Regions from separate parts of the Sus scrofa genome. Here region 2 is linked to region 1. Evidence: chromatin contacts called from public Hi-C data. All regions are on one chromosome and are shown on one strand. The core of a region is the stretch at or near the end of the contact, and the rest is flanking DNA. Distances in the headings are between cores, read along the strand shown. Region 1 holds the start of SUGCT (succinate--hydroxymethylglutarate CoA-transferase). Region 2 holds the start of CDK13 (cyclin-dependent kinase 13).

What was found. A called contact is a pair of places that touch in the nucleus more often than the background predicts.
Region 2: a contact with region 1 is called in a Hi-C map of liver, with 3 times the contacts expected there. The contact joins the promoter of CDK13 here to the promoter of SUGCT in region 1. A contact is called at or near these places in 3 of 47 Hi-C or Micro-C datasets (blood and liver) and 1 of 2 datasets of contacts at active chromatin or transcription factors (alveolar macrophages).

The regions. Positions count from the first base shown.
Region 1 is chr18:54,279,822-54,285,285 of Sscrofa11.1, forward strand. SUGCT (succinate--hydroxymethylglutarate CoA-transferase) reads right to left here and starts at 3,451. Exons shown (of 14, transcript XM_021078652.1): 1 at 3,276-3,451. The coding sequence starts at 3,375. It overlaps MPLKIP (M-phase-specific PLK1-interacting protein), which reads left to right and starts at 3,494. Exons shown (of 2, transcript XM_003134903.4): 1 at 3,494-4,186; 2 at 5,293-5,464. The coding sequence starts at 3,848.
Region 2 is chr18:54,428,593-54,434,254 of Sscrofa11.1, forward strand. CDK13 (cyclin-dependent kinase 13) reads right to left here and starts at 1,468. Exons shown (of 15, transcript XM_021078845.1): 1 at 134-1,468. The coding sequence starts at 1,347.

The DNA.
Region 1 (5,464 bases), core at 2,201-4,700:
CGGTTGGTTAGGCCTGCACATACAGGGACTGAAACACAGGGAAGGTCTCCAAAATTATACATTTCTTAGTTTGTATGGGAGAGCTGCCCAGCAGCCACCTTTTCCTGAGCAAAGCAGAGAAAGCCAGAGTCCCTACCTAAGGTAAGCAAATTCTCCCTGGGTCCCAACCCTTTGGAACGTAAATACATGTCTCCAAACGGAAAGATGAACTTCAATCTCAATCTTAGGAATGCCTCCAAGGCTCTGCGTTTTATACCCTTTGAAAAACAAACACGAAATCCCTGGAAGTCCTCTAACAAGCAGTTCAGTCATCTTTTAACTTCCAAGGTTTGCCCTTTCACCGGGGTTGTAGTTTCCTTGGGTTGGAAAGCCCTGACCATGCAGAAATATTCCCTCCTTGGTAACAAGCAGTAAAACTAATCAAGGTATTTACATTTGCACCATTCATTAATACCCGACACCTGCCTAAAATACTGGCTTTCCTCCCTTTCTAGAGAGCCCTAGAATTCCTCAGAGGTCCCCCAGAAGTGACTTTTCAGGGACAGAGTTAAAGTAGGGGTCAGAGTAAGCAGCTCTGGGACCCCAACTCCTGCTCCAAACACAAACCCATCATGAAGGTTCTACCTCCCCAAAAAAACTTTAATCTACTGAAAAAAGAAACACCAAAAAATCTTCAGTAACCAAATACAGATCCTGAGTCTCAAAGAAACAGGCAAGGCCCCATTTACATTTACAGTTTCCTTTGCTTGGTACTCTCACTTGCATTAATGGACAACTTGTAAAACATACCACAGCATTGACCAATTATTTGGGGGGCTCCCCATACAGAAAGTTCCGAGGTTCTTTCTGTCTGTTGATGTCCTCTTGTACAATGCCACCTGAAGACAGCACCTAGCCACTGATAGCACCCTCAGTGAAAGCACTATTCTATTTGAGATCTTGTTTTCTGATGCTGGTCCTCCCTAAACAGTGAATTCTCTTTTTGTGAGAACACCACCTGTATTACTCACAAAAATAAGTGCCCATTTCTCTCCACCAGACTCAGACTTAGTTCCTGGGGCAACCACCACACTCTCATACCCATCATCCCATCTTCATTACTTCCGGGTAGCCCAACATAAAACTTTCACCCTCCCCCTCATCTCTCTGCCCCTTAACTAACCACCATATAAATAAATTCTATACAAATATATGCCTGGGGACCTCAGATGCACCAGTTCAGGCAGTTGACTGCAATCCTCAGGTTAACACCGGGGAAGATTCTAGCTACATTTACAAAAGTTAAATGTTAAGGTTATATATCTACTAACGTCTAAACCTAAAATAATATGCTACAGTACCACGGTCCGGAGTTTACACCCTACATGCTTATTTAATCCACTGCATTTTTCAAAAGACAGACGCTGATCGTCAATTCATATTTCTTTCTCCAGGAAAAGAGACAATGGCCTGGGATTCAAGAAGCCTGACTTCCGACCCCACCTCTGCTTGCTGTGCGAATTTTAGCAAGTTACTTCTCGGGACAACGGCTCATCTGGAAAAAGGCAGGTTGCTTATTCTCAGAACTGATCCAAGTGGACTCTGGACGTTTTCATTAATTATTAACAGTATATTCTCTCAATTCTCATTGAATAAAAACGTATTCTCTCAATTCTCATATATACCTGAAAACACAAGGAAGGCACAATGTCAGCATAAACCACCCGTTAAAAATTTTCCACTGTATCTCTCTTCTTCCATTTCTTTTTTCTCTGGCAGTGCCCCCAGTATGCAGAAGTTCCCAGGCCAGGGATCCAACCCACACCTCAGCAGTAACCCAAGCAACAGCAGTAACAAAGCCAGGTCCTTAAACTGTTGAGCCACCAGGGAACTCCAGCCCTCCCTGTTTGTAATGCAAGTTCATGTGTAGAAGACAGCAAGTTACTGGGAGAAACATTCTGGAAGTGTAAGCCCAATAAAAAGACAACTTACAGTACTTCACTCCATTCGGCAAATCATTTGCCAGTTATTCAAAAATTAACAAAGCCACTGTTGGTCCTGTCACCCTCATTTTCCCGCTCCCTCCCTTCAAAATGCAGATTCATTGATGACATAAACGGTGGCGTTACAGGTGAGAATCACCGACCAACGAGGAGACCCACTCATTCATTCAGGAGACATATGGGTGCCAATTACCAGGACATTAAGCACCAAAGACAATGTCCAGAAAGGTGAGCTTTTGGCCAGGCTGTAAGTGTGTAATAAAGTGGATCACCTGGGATCCTCAGGCCTTAATCGCATCACAAAGCCTTAAGGGTGTTATCCTGTGGTTGACTGAATCTACCACTTGTGTCTAAAGGAGAAACTGGATGAAGTGAATTCCCTCCGAACAAACAACTAAAAAACTGTGTATCTCCATTCATCCAGGAGAGAAGCTGAGCAAACATCACATTCTTCAGCTGGCCATGTCACAGAACAAAGGGACAGTGAAGGGTGGCAGCTGCAAAAATGTGGTCAGGCGGAAAAGCACAGGTCCAGGCTACCCAACAGGCCATGATTAAATCAGTTCTGAAGTTCTTAAAGAGTCTGTTTCCTACAAGCTGATTTCAAAAAGAGTCACAGGTGGACTGTGAGTCCCAAATTGTCAGGGAGTAAAGAAAGTGCTATAAAACTGTAGTAAATCTAAATTCCATCTTCTAAATAAAATTCTGGGACAGGTGTCCAGTACAAAGACCTGTTCTGTTACGGGGTTCTTTCTGAATACATTAGGGGGTCATTCTTGAACTATCACATTTTTCTTTCTAACGTAAAAGCCCGTGAAATGATCCCTCTTTTAAGAGCTTTGGCCAAATGTCCGTCCTTTTGAAAATCAGCATCTCTGCTTGCCAACCCCCTCCCTGGCCCGCTCGCCCTTAACCAGCTCAAGGAAGGAAGTCGAGTCCTAAAGTCTGGCATCTGCGAGCGCAGCCTCACCCCCGTTAAAGACGCAGTCGGCAGCCCTGAACTGCGACTGGGTGTGCATGTCTGAAGTTACTCCAACTTGAGGGACCAGGGGAGAGCCGAGCCCCCGGCCGGACCGCGCAGGGGCCGGACCCGGGCCGGGACGCCGGGCAGGGGGACCACCGCGCGGCCGCGGCGCGGGGCGCGGGGCGCGGGGGAGACACGAAGGGCCGGAGGGCAGGCGGCGGGGCCAGCGGACCCGCGGGAACGCGCAGGCGCTCCCCCAGGACGTCGCCAGAGCGGGAGGGCTGCGGCTGGGGTCCCTTTCGCGGCCCGGCCCGCGTCTCGAAGGGTACCTGACTGCGGGCGGCCGGTCCACAGTCCCCTCCCGCCGCCCCGACGGGAGAGCAGGCCTGTTCTCCGCAGAGCCGCGACCCTCGCCCGCGTCGCCAGCATCGCGCGCCGCTCAGGAGGTCTCCGTCCCCGCCGAGCCGAGGACGCCGCGCGCGCCGCCCGCAGCCGCTGGGGGCGCCCGCGGACACCTCAGCCCCGCCCCCGGCCGGGTGGGCGGGGCTGGGCCCGGCGCTCCGGGCGCCCTCCAGGCGCCGGGGAGGCCTCGCGTCAGTCGCCGTCCCAACCAGGCTCCGCGAGACGTCCAAGGCCCTCGCTGGGGCATAACGTCCCGCCCTCCCTTAATCCTTTCTCTTCCTTCGTCCTTCACTTATATCAGCTCAGTGCGATCATCCACTTAGCCACCCGCCCAAGCGGAACGCTTGTGAGGCCGGAACCACCGTGCTGGGTGCTGCTGGCAGACGGAGGACTGTTCTGGCGACGGACCACCAAGTGTCTGCGAAGGGTGGGCCGGACAGTTCCGGCGGCAGAACGCGCCTGCGAGGTCCTGTGTTCGTCGCCGTCTCCGTCTCGTCCGATGCACCGACAGAATTTTCGACCCCCGACTCCTCCTTACCCCGGCCCGGGTGTAGGAGGTTGGGGGAGCGGGAGCGGCCTCCGGGGTGCCCCGGGCGGAGGCGGACCGCGGCCGCCGTCCCCGCGGGACGGGTACGGGAGTCCCCACCACACGTCGCCGTACGGGCCCCGGTCTAGGCCCTACGGGAGCGGCCACTCTCCGCGACACGGCGGCAGCTTCCCTGGGGGCCGGTTCGGGTCGCCGTCCCCTGGCGGCCACCCCGGCACCTACGCCAGGTCCCCCGCGGGGTCCCAGCAGCAATTCGGCTACTCCCCGGGGCCGCAGCAGACGCACCCCCAGGTAATACTGGCCAGCGCTTGCCGAGCTCTTAGCGTCTGGCAGGCGTGGGGTAAGCATCCCTTCACGCGGGTTACTCTGCATCCTCTGAGGTGAGCCTCTTGCTAGCCCTTGGTGGTCGGTGCGTCACCTGAGGCTCGGAGAAGTTAGGTGGAACTTGCCTTCCTCTGGAAGGCGGCGGAGCTGGGCTCTGTCTCTGGGTCTTCCTGCGTTGTCACGAGCGTCCCGCCTCTCCTGCCAGGAGGTTTCCCCAGCGCGGCGCCGTCTCTGGGGCTTTAGGGCGTCTTCCTCCTGCTGGCGCCTTTTTTTTTCTTTTTCTTTTTTTCTTTTTTCTTTTTTTTTTTCGCCTTTGTGTGCCAGCTGCACTGGCTTCTGCTCCAAGTCTTCTCAAGGGAGAGTCGGTGATAGTGGAGTTTCCCATTGCTCTCGGTGAGAGGGATGCAGGGAGTACGTGTGGCGTGTCTAGGTTTCTCTGGTAGTTTTCCGGCTTTGCTGAGTGCTAAGCTAAACCCACCCCTTTTGAGTCTGGAGCTAAAGAGATGGGAAGGTCCAGAAATTTTGAAGCTGTAAGGTAAACGTTTTAATTTGCCTCTAGGAGGAAAACAGGGAAATATTGAAGGAAAACTGCAATTGATTTCCTAAAAAACAAGACTTTTTTAAAAATTAATAAAAAAAACAAAAGTAGTTATCACCAATTTAAAGTTCCACAAAGTTATTACCTGAGAAACTCAGAAGTATTTGAGGTGACAGTGAGCCTTTAAATACTTTTTTTTTTTTCCCCCTTTTTTGGCCACCTGGTGGCTTATGGAGTTCCCAGGCCGGGGACCAGTCCCAGGCTGCAGCAACACCGGATCCTTTAACCCACTGTGCCTGTGCTCATATCAGACCTGTGTCCTAGCGCTGCAGAGACGCCGCCAATCCCGTGGCGCCATAGCTGGAACTCCTAAATACTTCTTAAAGACATTTAAAGGAAGCATGGACTTTGCAATTAAACATTGGTATTAAAGATAGAACTTTTAACTAGCAATGTGATCCCCACTAGTCTCTGAAGAAAAAGTACCACTTACCTCTTCTAAATGTCTTTTTAACTGGTGGTTTTTTTCCTAAAGGGTTCTCCAAGGACATCTACGCCATTTGGATCAGGGCGTGGTAGAGAAAAGAGAATGTCTAATGAGTTGGAAAGTTATTTCAAGCCTTCAATGCTTGAAGACCCTTGGGCTGGCCTAGAACCAGTGTCTGTAGTGGATATAAGCCAACAATACAGCAGTACTCAAACATTCA
Region 2 (5,662 bases), core at 218-2,717, 150 kb after region 1:
AGCGCCCCGGCCGCGGTGGGGCTTCCCGGCCGCGCGGGCGGACGGGCGTTTGGCCGAGCCTCGCCCCTCGCCCGCGGCCCCTGGGGACCCGGCCAGCCCAGCCCAAGCCCGCCGGCCGCGACGCCGCACTCACCTGATCACGGGGCTGTAGGGGCTCCGGGAGCGGCGCCAGCTGCTGCTGCTGTAGGGGCTGGGGGACACGTCGCCGCCCCGCTCGTAGGAGCTGTGGCGGCTGTAGCTGGGGGAGCGGCGGCGGCTGTAGGGGCTCGGGGAGCGGGGCAGCCGCCGAGAGTAGGGGCTGCTGCCCCCTCCGGCCGGGCTGGGGGACTTGCGGCTCCGCAGGCTCTGCGAGGCCCTGTGGGACACCGGGCTGTCGTCCCGGCCTCCCAGCGGGCTCAGGGACCGCTGCCGCCGCCGGTAGGCCTTGGGCTCGGTCTTGTCCTCGCGGTAGGCCTTGGGCGGCTCCTTGTAGGCCGAGGGCGGCTCCTTGGACGACTTAGTCCGGCTGCGATGGGCCTTCAGGTCTCGGTCCTTGCGGCTGCTGCTGCTGCTGGACGTGGCCGAGGCGCTTTTCCGGCGGCCGCCGCTGCTGCTGCTGCTGCCGCTCTTGCCGGCCTCGGCCCGCTCCTCGCCGCCGTGGCCGTGGCGGCTGCGGGACTTGGAGGCCTCGCCGCCGCCCCGCTGCCCGTCCCGCCGCCGGTGCTCGCGGTGGCGCTCCTTGCTGCGGCCGCTGCTGCTGCGGCGGTCCCGGCGGGGCCTGCGCTCCGACCCCTCCCCGCGCCTCTGGGTGCCGGAGGAGGAGGCCGGACTGCCGCCGCTGCCCCCGGTTCCCCCGGCAGCCGTCGCCGCCGTTGCCGCGCTGGCCCCCCCCAGCAGCAGCCCCTGCTCGGACTGGGAGCTCACATCCTCGTACTCCACCAGCGGGGTCACACCCCCGCCGCTACTCGCACCGCCACCGCCGTCCTGCTGCGGCTGGGGCAGCGAGAAGACCCGACGCTTCTCCGCCTCCTGCCCGGCGCGGGGCCCGCGGCGCCGCTTCTGCCGCCCTCCTGCGCGCCTCTTGCCTCTCGCCAGCCGCTTGACCTCCAGAGGGGGGCCCGGGCTGAAGCAAGAGGAGGAGGCCGCGGCGGCGGCGGCTGCGGCGGCGGCCGTGCCGGGAGCAGCCAGGAAGAGCAGAGGCGGCGGGGGCGGCGGCGGTTGCAGGAGCTGCGGCTGCAGGAGCGGCAACAGCAGCGGCGGCTGCTGAGGGGACAGGAATCGCCTCCGCTTGCGGCGTTCCTCCAACTTCTTCTCCGCCCAGCTCAAGCCCCCGCCTCCCCCCAGCGCCGTGTCCGAGCTGCTCGGCATCGCCTAGGGCCCGCCGCAGAGCGCGGCGCGGGTGCGGCCTCCTCGCGGGTCAGATCCTGGCCATCTCCCCCGCCGGAAACGGGAACGGCGGCGGAGGGACACCGAGCACCGGGGCGGGCCGGCAGACGCGCCACGATAATCCGGGTCGGGACTCCGGTCCCCGGGCTCCAGGTCGCGGTGGGGTACGCAGCGGCCTCCGGGCCCGCGGGAAGCCGGAATCCGGGCGGAGGAGCTCCCGATCGTGCTCGCCGTCCTACCCTCCGCAGCAAAAACCCCGGCGGCGCCGGGCGCCGACCCGCGGGGGAGTCCGGAGTCCTCCAAGTGCCCCCGGGGTGGGGGAGCGGCCTCGGCCGCGCTCTCGGCTCGGGCAGCGCAACGCGGAAGTACCACCTTCGTCGCCGCTTCACTCCATCGCGCCCTGACGTCGGGTGCGAGTTCAGGGGAGGGAGTGGGCGAGACAACAACACGCCTCCGCCGCCTCCCCCTCCTCCTCCGCGTCGACGTCGTCCTCCTGTGGCGGCGGCGACACACGGCGGGCGCCTCGGAAGTGGCCTGGGCCTGACAACAACTCCCGGCCTAGGGCCTCGCGCACTCGGCGGCCCGCAGGGACGGGCGGCGGGGCGGGGCGAGGCGGGGGCGACCCGGCTGCGGCTCGCGGCTGGGGCGGCGAGTGTGCGGGGCTGGGCGGGGGGCTGTTTCCGGGGAGAAGGGGGCGGGGGGGCGTTTCTGAGTCTGGAGCGGTGGGTTTGGGCCCTGACTTTCTTCCTTCGCCACCGCCGGCAGAGGTGGCGGTGCTGCCCCTTTTCTCCGCTCCCCCCCCCTCCACGAGGAGGCTCCGGGTGTGCGCGGCCGGGCCCGGCTTGCTCCTCCCCTTCCCTCTCCGCTCCTCGTCAGGAGGAGGGAGGGTGCTGGGACTCGCTGGTTGGGCCCTAACCTCCACAACCCCTCCTTCTCGCCTCGCTCTTTCGGCCTTTCCCCCCCTCGGCCCTGACGCAAGGCCGGGGGCGCGCGCGCACGTCGCGCTCCGAGAAAACCAAAGGTGAGTGGCGTCAGGGGCAAAGGAGGCGGGAACAAAGTTGCCGCGCACCGGCGTGCTCGCTCCCGCCAAGCGACGGGGGTTCTGACCGGAAGTGACGTACTGGAGAGCGCTCCACTTCCGGCGAGGGTGGGACTCTGTGTGAAGAAGGGTTAAAGAAAGGAGAGGATGCGTGCGCCGCCCACTGCTGTCGCTGGAGCGTCTCGCAGTGATGGCACGCGGGTCGTGCCTGTTGCTTGCGTCCAGCGCGCCGTGCCGGCCCCGGATCTCCGCAGGCACCGCACCGCCTGCCTGTCGAAAGGTCACGGCTGGAGAAAGAATCTGGAGACTGAGGAGTAATGCCTTTAATGGCCTTCTGGGCTGGGTATTCACCACAGCGTCCACCCTCAGCCAAGCCCGGGGGTTGGAACAGCTGCCAGAGGGAAAGAGAGCACCCCGTAAAAGAGGGCGGAGGTGGCGTCAGCTTAAACTACCCGGTACACCCAGGTTCCAGGCCCCGTCTTAACCTAAAAACACAGAAATCACAGTCTGGAGCTTTCATAACCACTCAAGAGTGTAGAAAGTTATAGTAACACGAGGAATGATGCAACGTTAGAAGGGAGTACAGAAACCCCCAGAATTATTACCGGCGGCCTTGAAGTCAAAACGTCTTCCTCAAGTGAGAAATGCCCTCTTGGCACTTCACCCACTTTCACCTTAGCTAAACCTTGGGGCTGCAAAGTATAACCATTTGGTGACCTCACGTCTCATTGCTGGCATTACCAGGTATGCCTTTCAGTTACAGACTGGGCTTTGGGAACAATTAGGTTGAAACTGAAGTGGCTCCTTTGAGTTTTTAGTATGGTTGCGAAGGAAAGCTGAGCAGTGCTGCATGACCCTTTTCGAGTTTGTTAGGTCTGCTCAGTTGGTTCTTGCTTCTTAAATACTTAGTACCCATCCGTCATTCCTGCCTTAAGATAACTAATTGTAATTGACTTGATATCCACTAATACTGTCTGTACCTCTGTCTGGACTGATCTAAGCTAAACTCAGACTTCAGTGAAAGAATGAATACAAGGGCGTTTTCTGAAGGATAAAGGAGGAGGCAAAGGGATAGGTAATCTTGAAGTCGGTTCAGGTCCCACAAGGATAGGCTCCGTGTGGCCCATACGGTGCAACCTACCATGCAGTCAGGAGGATGTGCTAAGTGCATTGGGAAACTGAATAGAAAAGTAAGAGGCAGGATGCCTTAAAAAGTTTCTCCTTAGCAGTATTGCTGAATGAAAGTCCTAAAGCCAAACCAGTTAGGAAGTGGATTTTTCCAACTACAACAACAACAACAAAACTCTATCAACCTGCCCTGTCATCCTACTTTGAAAGGCCCGGAATAACAGAACAAGGAAAGCAAAATAAGAGGTTTGTCTAGAATTCCTCCTATCTGTGACCAATTCCACGTAAGAATATCATCTTCCATACTTGAAAAGAAAACTCGTTCCATAGTAAATATATAGCTTGCAGTCCAGGTTGCAAACAGAAAACATGCACTAAAATATTTTTAGTGAAATATTAAAATAATAATATTTTTAGTAAAATATTTTTCTGCCACCCCAGTGTGTTTCTGCAAAGATTCTATCTTGGGAGTGAGGGGAATGGGGAGAAATGGAAGAAGTGAAGCATTAGAGCTCCCAGAGATAACCAGCCCACGTGCATTGAAATGCTAATAATTAACAGGGTTCAAACTCCACAAAATGAGAAAACCTTTAATTTACAAGTCATCTGTTTCTTTTAAGTTTGTCTACTTACTGTCCTGTAAAGAGACTTGAAATTGCCATGCAGGACTGTACTTTAATATTTTACTGTTTGTGTGTTGTGACATATCATATAACGGCTTTTTTAAAAGGGAAGAAAAGAAAAGGAGGTGGTAACTTTTTTTGCTTTCTTTATCTAACAGGTCATACCATGTCACCTGTTCTTAATGTGTGGCCTGAGCCTAAAACTTTTTCAGTAGATGTGCAATCAAAGCTGTTCTCATTTTATGATATGAATTGTCTTTATCATTCTCATTTTGTCATGAATGTAGAGTGGAGTTTTCCAGAGGCAGCATGACATGATGACATCATCATTCTGATGGCTAATGGAATGTGTGCTTGTGTGTTCATATGTTTTCTAGAGTGTTCTAAGATACTAGGTTTCTGAAATGTGTAAACATTTGGAATATCTGTCTAACTCAGTGGACCAGTATTTTCCAAATAAGTAATCGATGATGTTACAAAATCATGAATAAAAGATTCATTCAAACTGCAGGACAGGGAGTTCCCCTTAGTGGCTCAGCGGCAGTGAACCCATCTAGTATCCATGAGACACTGGTTGGATCCCTGGCCTCAGTGGGTTAAGGATCCGGCGTTGCTGTGAGCTGTGTAGGTGTAGGTCACAGACGAGGCTCAGATCCTGCTTTGCTGTGGCTGTGATGTAGCTCTGCAGCTCTGATTCGACCCCTAGCCTGGAGACCTCCATATGCCACAGGCGTGGACATAAAAAGAAAAAAAAAAAAAAGGAAAGAAACTACTATGGAGGTTCAGTGTAGTATCAGAAAATAAACACAATTTTTTGGAAAGGCTATGGAAATACTCCCTCTCTTTTCCAACAACATCATGTTCATATATTTCCACCAAAACAAGATACTGCAACAAATTGCATAAAAAGGTGCATATGGGAATTCCCACTGTGGTGGGTTAAGAATATGACTGCAGTGGCTCAGGTCGCTGCAGAGGTGCAGGTTCAATTCCTAACCCAGCACAGTAGGTTAAAGGATCCAGAGTTGCCACAGCTGCAGCTAGGATTCAGTCCCTGGCCCAGGAACTTTCTATGCTGTGGGTGAGGCCATAATAAATAATAAATAAATAAGCAGATATGAGAATCCGTTTCAATTCTATTAAATCAGTCCACAAAGAGATCTGAGAAGGTAAAACAATAATTTTTTTTTGTTTTGTAAAGATAGTTTCTTTCATTTAAATGTGGTAGTTGTGTTAATATATGATGTTTTCTTTAAGATAAATATTTTAAAATTACCTTTTTTCGGCCGTACCCCTGACATGCAGAAGTTCCTCGGCCAGGGATTGAACTGGAGCCACAGCAGTGACAATGATGGATTCTTAACCCACTCAGCCACCAGGGAACTCCTCCATTTTTATTTCTAATATCAGTAGGTATAACTCATAAAGACAAAAGCTGGAGTTCCTGTCATGGCACAGCAGAAACAAATCCAACTAGGAACCATGAGGTTGCAGGTTCGATCCCTAA